Regions from separate parts of the Mus musculus genome. Here regions 1 and 2 are each linked to region 3. The links are chromatin contacts, called in public promoter capture Hi-C maps. All regions are on one chromosome and are shown on one strand. The core of a region is the stretch at or near the end of the contact, and the rest is flanking DNA. Distances in the headings are between cores, read along the strand shown.

Region 1 (2,700 bases), core at 52-2,551, 280 kb after region 3:
CACGGGGGGAGGCTACAATAAGCAGCCCAGACGCCCAGTGGATTCATTTTGCTGTCATAGGATTGCTCCACTGTGCCTCAGTTTCTGTATTTGGCTAATGGTGAAGTTCTGTGCCCTCTGTCCACAGGGTATACTGTGAGGGCTAGTTAAGGACTGATACCAACAGCTTCACATGCATTTTACACACATGTACACACACAAACACAGACACAGATACACACACAGGCATGCACGTGCACATTCACACAAGTATTATCTAAATTCTCATTATTCTCAGTATTGCTTTGAGATGGGAGGTTGTCAGGAACTCATAACTTTGGGAGGGGGTGTGTGTCCCTACCTTATTGAGTTAGAATTTGTATTTTGATAAGGCCCCCATCTTCTACTTTAATATATGAGAGAAAAAGCACAATGCCCACCAAGTTTACTTAAAACCTGATGTGGGGCCGAGGAGATGATTCAGTGTGTAAAAGTGCTTGCTCTGTAAACATGAAGACATGTGCCCAAATCCCCAGTACCAATACAAAAAGCCAGGCATGCTACACGTCCCTATACCCAAGCAGTGGGAGTTTGAGGTAGGCAGATTCAGAGTACTTGCTGATCATCCAGCTTAGCCAAAGGAGCATGCTTCTCTTCCAGCAAGAGATTCTGTCTCAAGGTAATGAGTCAGAGAATGATAAAGGAAGACACCCGGCATCCTGCTCTGACCTTTGCATGTGTGTGGAGGACTGGAGGGGTGTGTGTGTGGATATACACATCTAAACACTTCAGTGCATGCAACAACCCCCCATCATGCCACACACAGACACCTAATGTAATCTTTGAATCAACTCTACTCATAGATAACATTATTCCAATTTGATTGATTCTACAAGGTGGATGATTTTTCTAGGAATACTTTACAACCTAGTGATACATGGTGACCCCAGGTCAGGGCTGAGGAAGGACATGTAGGAGATATAGCTGTACTTAATTTCCTTCCAGTGTTAAAAAAAAGTAACAGAAGAGGATCGCTGTCAGATGGGGGGAGGACATGCTTGATAAAAGACAGTGGGGCTGCACATGTGTAGATCTAGCAGAAAAACAGTGAAAAGACAGAAGGACAAAGAGAAGTACTTCTAAAGGCCACACTCTCCCTTCCCTGCATGTCTCATATAGTAAAAGCTCTCTCTCTCTCTCTCTCTCTCTCTCTCTCTCTCTCTCTCTCTCTCTCTCTCTCTCTCTCTCTCTCTCTCCTCTCCTTAAAAATCAAATCCTGCCCGGCATGAATATGTATAATTAGATGTTCCCTAGGAGTGAGAAGTAGTAATTAATTCAGTGTTAAACATCACAATCTATTACTTGAACTCCATGGCAACCGTGGTTGCCAATAGAGAGAAAACAAAATTTCGGAGCCTATTTTAAAATAATTACATTGAAATTTTTGAAAATGTGTAAAAGCGGACGCTTTCTATTTTTAGGTTTAGACAATAGGCAGTGCCTCAACAAGTAGAGATGGGCACCCAGAAATAAAAACAAGGGAATAGCAATCCCATCTGAACTCACCAAAATGGCGATGTGGACCCTGTGACTCTGACCTGGTCCAGAGCACAGAGCCCAGCTGCTTGCTCTGGGTGAGATCATTGCTCAAGCCAGAAGGAGATGTATTAATAATTTCCCAGGAGATTGAATCTTTGCAGTCCATCTGAACTAGATTTTAATCCCAGATCTGTCACTTAAGTGTTTTCACACAGGCAATTTCCTTCCCTCTCGGAGCTTCAATTCTCCTACGTGTCAAAAACGGTGGTGGGGTGGGCAGGTGACTTGCAATATTCTTAAACATGTCAAAGGTATAAAGTCAAATATAGTGTGGTTGGCTGTGTTCCTCTGAAATCATATTCTGAGTTTAAGATGTCTTTAATGCCAACAGCTTGAAAAATGAAAGCAAAGGAGGAAGAAAGACAAGGTAGAAGGAAGAGGTTGTTCCAAGACAAAGTCCCCTTCACAACCAGGGATGGTCTCTTGGGGATCTCTGGAGCTAATGTACCCGATAAAGCTAATCAAGCATGGAAAAGAATGCCACGAGTATTTCCCACACCACAATCTGTCACTTGGTAGGTTGGCCTCTCCATGGAGGACTGGGTGTTGGGTGAAGGGGGAATATTGGAGGCAATCGCTGAAGGAGCTTCAAGCTACCAGCTTCCTCAGCAGCTGGTCCATGAGTCCTTGGAAGGTGAAGTAGAAGTGGGTTTGAATGCTGAATCTCTATATCCATTTTATACTATGTAGACAGTGTTTGCTTTCTTTCCTTAGAAAATGTAATCATTACAAACATTTTTGACTAATAGAGATTCTAGTGTCCAGAAAAAGCCATTTATAGTGGAGAGCATAATGTTTTCCATTCTTTAAAATAACCTTGAGGGCCGGGGAAGTGGTGCAATCAATAAAACATGCACCTTTCAGATCTGAGGACCTGAGTTCAGTCCTTAGACATGCATTGTAATCCCAGACCCGAGGAAATAGAGTCAGGCAAAGCCCTGAGGCTCACTGGCCAGCCTGATGAGCCTACTGGGCAAGCTCCAACTAGTCACATCATGCCTCTTTGCCTAGAGTCAAAATAATCCATCAGCTCTCAACCACCAGTGCTCCCATGGAAACTGCTCTCTTCCCTTCCTTCTACTGAGAAAGTTGACTCAGTTAACCTTTATGCTGCAATATCCT
Region 2 (2,700 bases), core at 69-2,568, 470 kb before region 3:
GGGTAGAAGTGTGGCTCAGGACTTAGACGACAAACCCTGTGACCTCTATAGATCCCAAAGAAAATGAACTTTCAAATGTATAATTTCATATCCTTTAACACAACAGATCTCTTGTTGTGTTCTTCTTTACCCCCCTGCCCCCACCACCCCTTTTTCCTCTTTTGAAGGCATGAATCCTTTTTATAGTAGTTAGAAGTGTGCTTGTAACAGTTCCTCTCACAGATACTCAGGAGAAAGCCTCGGGGAAATTTAATGGTTCTGAGTTCAGCCTGTGGCTTTGCGATAAGGATTCAAGGCAAGAAGCCTTTTAACTCAGAAAAGAATCTGTTTGCAGCCATTGCCCAATAAATGCAAAGTGTCTGGTTACTGGCACGTAGCACAATGCACCACAGAACTCAATGAATGTCCACAGAGCTGGCCAACCCCATAATGTCCATGAAGGGGTGGTGTCTGTGTGTGAGTGTGTGTGTGTGTGTGTGTGATTTGCTTAGTTTTCAAACAGTGCTAGTCTTCTAACAGGGTCCACAGAATCAATACACTCATGGGAACTTGCAGAGACCAGGAAGCCTGCAGGGGTCTGCCCCAAGTCCTCTGCATGTATGTTATGGCTGAGTAGCTCCGGGTTCATGTGGAAATGCTAACATTGAGAGCTGGGTCTGTCCCAGACTCTTTTGCCTATGTGTGGGACCCTTTTCCTCCTCCTGGGGAGTGGGGAGGAGGAATGTGTGGGTGGAGGAGCTGGGAGGAGAGGAGAAACTGTGGTCAGGATGTAACATATGAGAGATGAATAAAAATAATAAAATAAGAACTCTAAAACAGCGTTTCTCAAGGCTGAAATGAATTGACACTTTTGAGCGGAGGCTCAGTTGAAGGTTGTTAGTGTGTGTTGGTAATGACAAGAAAGCTCAAAGGAAACTGGGAAAACCTCATGTCATGCCCTCTTAGAAAGAAAGAAAGAAAGAAAGAAAGAAAGAAAGAAAGAAAGAAAGAAAGAAAGAAAGAAAGAAAGAATCACCAGAAATACTGTCGGAAGAATTAAAATTAAACCTCACGAGAGTCCGTGGGTATGGAAAGTCACCCGCTAGCTAATATTAACATCGCTTGCAACAGAGCCTTGCTGCTCAAAATAGGACAGTCAGTCATATCGCTATCGCTGGGCTGTTTACATTCTTCGGGCCAGCCCTGAACTTCTTCCTGCCTCTGGCTCCTGGGCATTGCAGTTCTGGAGGTTTCTAGATGACCCGCCTCCCTCAGCTGTCTCTAGGAACTTCCACTCAAAGGGGGAGCTATAAGATTGACACCTGCTCGGTTTGCAGCAAAGTGGTGGCACTTCAAAGGAGCGGCTAGGCAGCAGAGACTAAGTGTCTAGGTCGCATTTGGTCGCTGTCAGGGAGGGGCAGACAAGGACCCTCGGGTTTCCCCTCAGTATGGAGAACTTATTGCCTCCGTCCGGATTTTCTTACTTGAAAAAGTATCCTCTCCACTCTATTCGGAAATATTTATCAACGCTGAGAAGCCAAAGGGCCGAAGAGCAGGTACTATTTTGTTTGTGCTAACTTTAAAAATAACTGGTGCTTATTTCTGGGTGTGGCCTGTCGAAGCTTGGGGAATGTTTCTCTGCTGGCTTACTGGTGTTCATAGGCAGAGGTCAGATCCAGCCTGTAGTTACTCGAGCTTGGCAGTCAGAGGAGCCTGCCGCTTGTGAGGGGTTACTTGGCTGTGGAACGTTTGGGTCCTGAGATAAATTATGCAAATGTTCTGGGTGTGTGTGTTTGACACTTATTTTGCTTTCTTCCGTTATCTAGATGAACCTACCATACTACGGAGGTGACTCTTTGATACTTTGATCATTTTTTCAGTGTTTCGAAGACAAATTCTGAAACCGTTCGTAGCTCAATAGATGAAGCAGTATACCCTAGAAACACACTTATTTTCTTGCATGTTTCTGTGATTATTTTAATGTCACTAGGATTTGCAAAATGAAGGTTATCTGTGTGGCTATAATCAGATCATTAGTGGGCTGATAAGATCATTTGGATATAATAGGTGATTCTTATATGTGGTGCATAGGGGACAGAGCACAATAATTATTAATCCTTTTAGCCAATTGAAAGCTACAGTTTCCAACAGGAAGTTCTAGCATGTGGGTATAGACGCATCTTAATAAGCCTGTTTAAAATGTCTGGTTATTTCATTTAAAAACATGTGTGTTCATTACATTGATTACATTATACATTGATATCTAAAAACTGCTTTCGTAATTGCACTGGATTAGAGAGAGAACAATGTGTGGCCCATTTAAATCCAGGAGCTCATTTAGAAGCTTGGCAACGGACTAGAAATATGAAAGACAGGTCTGTCACCACATAGAAGATGACCAGCCACAAGCGCTCTGCCCTGTGCTCTCTCTAGAACGGCAGAGCCAGGCGACAGATATTGCCAGTGTCCTGTTCTTTTTTCCTCCGTGGTAGAAAATGACCCAGTTAGTAAGAGGCTTCCCAGAAATGGAAGCAGAGGGCAGCAGAAGGAAACCCTTTGGTGACCCCTTTTCCCCAAAGCTCATGCCTCATTTGAAAAAAAAAAAAAAAAACAAAAACCAAAAAACAAAATACCTGACAGATCATTAGGATTATCAAGGAAACTGCATCTTAAAATCTTAAATGATTTTGACTAGTGCTAGAGACTCAGGCTCTCTGCATT
Region 3 (2,700 bases), core at 156-2,655:
GTCACCATTTTCATGCATCAAGCCATACTGTAATTAAGGGGTCACATCTCAAATCCCTACACCTCACCTGGTTCCCAGGGATGTAAAGGCCACGGCTCATCTTTCAAGGGATTCAGTTTACTTGTCAGCTGGGTTTTATTTTCATCGGAGACCAGTTGCTTAACAAAGGAGAGATTTTCTTCAGAAAGATGTTCATCCCACCAAGTACTACTCTTGCTGTGGAGATTTCTAACAAAGAACAAGATATTCTTTCTGGAAACAAAAACAATCAAGTCATTATTTCCATTTAATGTAGGGGAGGCCACAGTTAGATAATGCACTCACGGCCTCAGGGAATGGTGTGGTTTGTCCATTTTCCCTAACACTTCTTATAATAACACGGGGGCTTCTGCTTTAACCAAGAATGGTTACCCTGAAGGCTAAATTTATCTTTTCATTAACAATAAACAATCCTACCTAACTAATAAGAAACACATGAGTGACTACTAACCCACATGAATCTGTACTTGACAGTTTTCTAATGGAGTGGCATCGCCAATGTTAACAAACTACCAAATAAGCAGTTTTAAAAACAAAACTAAAAACCACAGAACACAACCCCTGTCCAGCAAATGCACTAAGAAGGAGATTAGCAGCTTGAGGCAAGGAAGGAAGGAAGTGTGTTTAATTTTTGCATACGGTGGGGGTGGATGAGAACCTAAATAAACCTCTGGGCAGTCTACTTTGGTTGGTAGTGAGGAAGTTCCAGCTTAGAATTACAAGTGATTTTCTACTCATTAGCTGAGTGACTTTGGACAACCTATTTCCCTTTAGTTTCAGTTTTATCTGAAAAACTTTCACGACAGTGGTCTGCTCACCGGACACAAGGCCTAATATAGGTTACAATACAAACACAACGTCTAGTCCAGCACTGGCTGGTTGGAAGACATTCTTGCTGCTGCTAATAGTCGCAGCTAACCCCTAATTCCTTGAACATTAAAACAAAACCCCACTACTCCTTCAAGGCTTTAGATTGAACGATGCTTTCTTAATTTTCTATGCTACCCCCTTGAACACATGGCCCCTTCCACTTCTAACCCTCTGCGGCAAAACCAAATCTCTGTTCAAGGACATAGTTGAGTGGGCGGCGCCCCCCGCCACCACCTCTTGCCCATACCCACCTTCTCTCTAAGCCGGGGTCAGCACCTAGGCCTCTGGCGCCACAGCCCAGCACCCGGGCGCCAGCCTGCGCCAGCAGCCTCCAACCCGGCATGGAAGTGGCCGGGCAGGGCTCGGCTCGCGACACCTCCCGCCGCGCCGCCGCGGAGCTTTCAGCAAGTCCCCAACCCAAACCCCAGGAGTTCGTAGTAGGCCTGGGACAGCAGTCACGCCGTTTGTCCGCCAATGCCCTCCGCGGAGGAAAAGCACAGCCGGGCCACTTCCGGTCCGTTTCTCAAAGCGGTCCGGGTAAAGACTCCATACCTGTAACTATGGTTCCGTATCCAAATGGCTCTACTTTGCCAATGGATTAGATGGTTGACTCTAGTGGTGGCAAAGAACGTTTGGGGCTTTAAACTTTAGGAGAATGTGACAAGAAAAGATAAAAATTTCTTTGTAAACTAAAGAAAGAGAAGTCACCTCCAATAATACTCACTGTGGGAAAACTCACTGTGCTAAGTAAGTCGCACTTTGGCAATTTTATATTGGTTAATCCCAAGACCAGCCCTTTAAAGAAGTTATTTCTATATTATAACTAAGGGAGCAAGTACTTAAAATTTATGTACATGCCAAAAACAGATGAACAGAGTTAACACTGAAATAGGACTGATGTATGCTAACAATAAAGTGGGGTCAAAACAAACAAAACAAACCAAAAACAACAAAACCGGACCACATGCAACTTTCGGGGCTGGAGCACAAACAGTCCCAGGCCGTTCTTCAACTCATCAAAGACCTTAAACCGGAATTGTCTAGAGAGGCAGCTCATAGAGTTGAGACCAGGTGCAATTGTTTCAGGAAAGAGTGTTACCATAAAGTTTCAGAATGATCGTGATACAGCTACAACAGTACTGTATCTTCTATGCCCCAGGTCGTCCTACCTTGTATGTGCTAGACATTCATTTCTCTACTCCAAAAACCCTATCTCAGTTACATCAGTGTTTTTGGAAAAGTAGAAACAGCAATTTGGCCTTTCAGCTTCCTCTTTAGAGAGAGAGAGAGAGAGAGAGAGAGAGAGAGAGAGAGAGAGAGAGAGAGAGAGAGAGAGCGCAAGCGAGCAAGGAAGAAAGGAAGAAAGAAAGAAAGAAAGAAAGAAAGAAAGAAAGAAAGAAAGAAAGAAAGAAAGGAAGGAAGGAAGGAAGGAAGGAAGGAAGGAAGGAAGGAAGGAAGGAAGGAAGGAAGGAAGGAAGGAAGAAAGAAAATTAAAGACCTGGGTAACCTGCTTTAGAAAGTTTAGAGAGTTATTGCTTAGACGTGAGGGCTCAAAATCGTTGCCTGTTCTTCCACTAAGTGCTGTTGTGGGTACCTTGACAGCTTCTCAGTAATATTTTGAGACTCAGAGAAAAGAATGCATCACTCTGTCCTTGCTACCTGACTTCACAGATACTTAAGATAGGCATATTCATTGAGCCTTGACATCTACTATGCATGAGAATAAGAGAAAACAAAACCTACTATCACCAATATCTAGTGTTTTGTATGTCTATAGTATACAATAGTCTG

The links. Promoter capture Hi-C pulls out the DNA fragments that hold promoters and counts their contacts.
Region 1: a promoter capture Hi-C map of hippocampal neurons shows a contact between it and region 3, with 5 times the contacts expected there. The contact joins the enhancer-like site here to the promoter of Mrpl3 in region 3. A contact is called at or near these places in 3 of 39 promoter capture datasets (the C10 cell line, hippocampal neurons and stem cell-derived epiblast-like cells), 2 of 484 Hi-C or Micro-C datasets (cerebral cortex and forebrain) and 2 of 115 datasets of contacts at active chromatin or transcription factors (fibro-adipogenic progenitors and neural progenitor cells).
Region 2: a contact with region 3 is called in a promoter capture Hi-C map of liver, with 3 times the contacts expected there. The contact joins the promoter of Atp2c1 here to the promoter of Mrpl3 in region 3. A contact is called at or near these places in 7 of 39 promoter capture datasets (cranial neural crest, erythroid cells, hematopoietic stem and progenitor cells and 3 more).

Annotation. Positions count from the first base shown.
Region 1 is chr9:104,775,257-104,777,956 of GRCm38.p6, reverse strand. The region is part of intron 2 of Cpne4 (copine IV); the gene reads right to left. Among named protein-coding and RNA genes, the nearest start is that of Cpne4, 210 kb to the right of the region's middle. Within about 2 kb of position 1,301, at least 12 of the 459 cell types and tissues checked have an H3K27ac peak or open chromatin away from gene starts, as enhancers often do. A contact at or near this core is called in forebrain and hippocampal neurons, where this site is marked.
Region 2 is chr9:105,519,875-105,522,574 of GRCm38.p6, reverse strand. Atp2c1 (ATPase, Ca++-sequestering) reads left to right here and starts at 1,318. Exons shown (of 27, transcript NM_001253831.1): 1 at 1,318-1,535. The coding sequence starts at 1,428.
Region 3 is chr9:105,051,973-105,054,672 of GRCm38.p6, reverse strand. It overlaps Mrpl3 (mitochondrial ribosomal protein L3), which reads right to left and starts at 1,405. Exons shown (of 10, transcript NM_053159.4): 1 at 1,161-1,405; 2 at 68-252. The coding sequence starts at 1,252.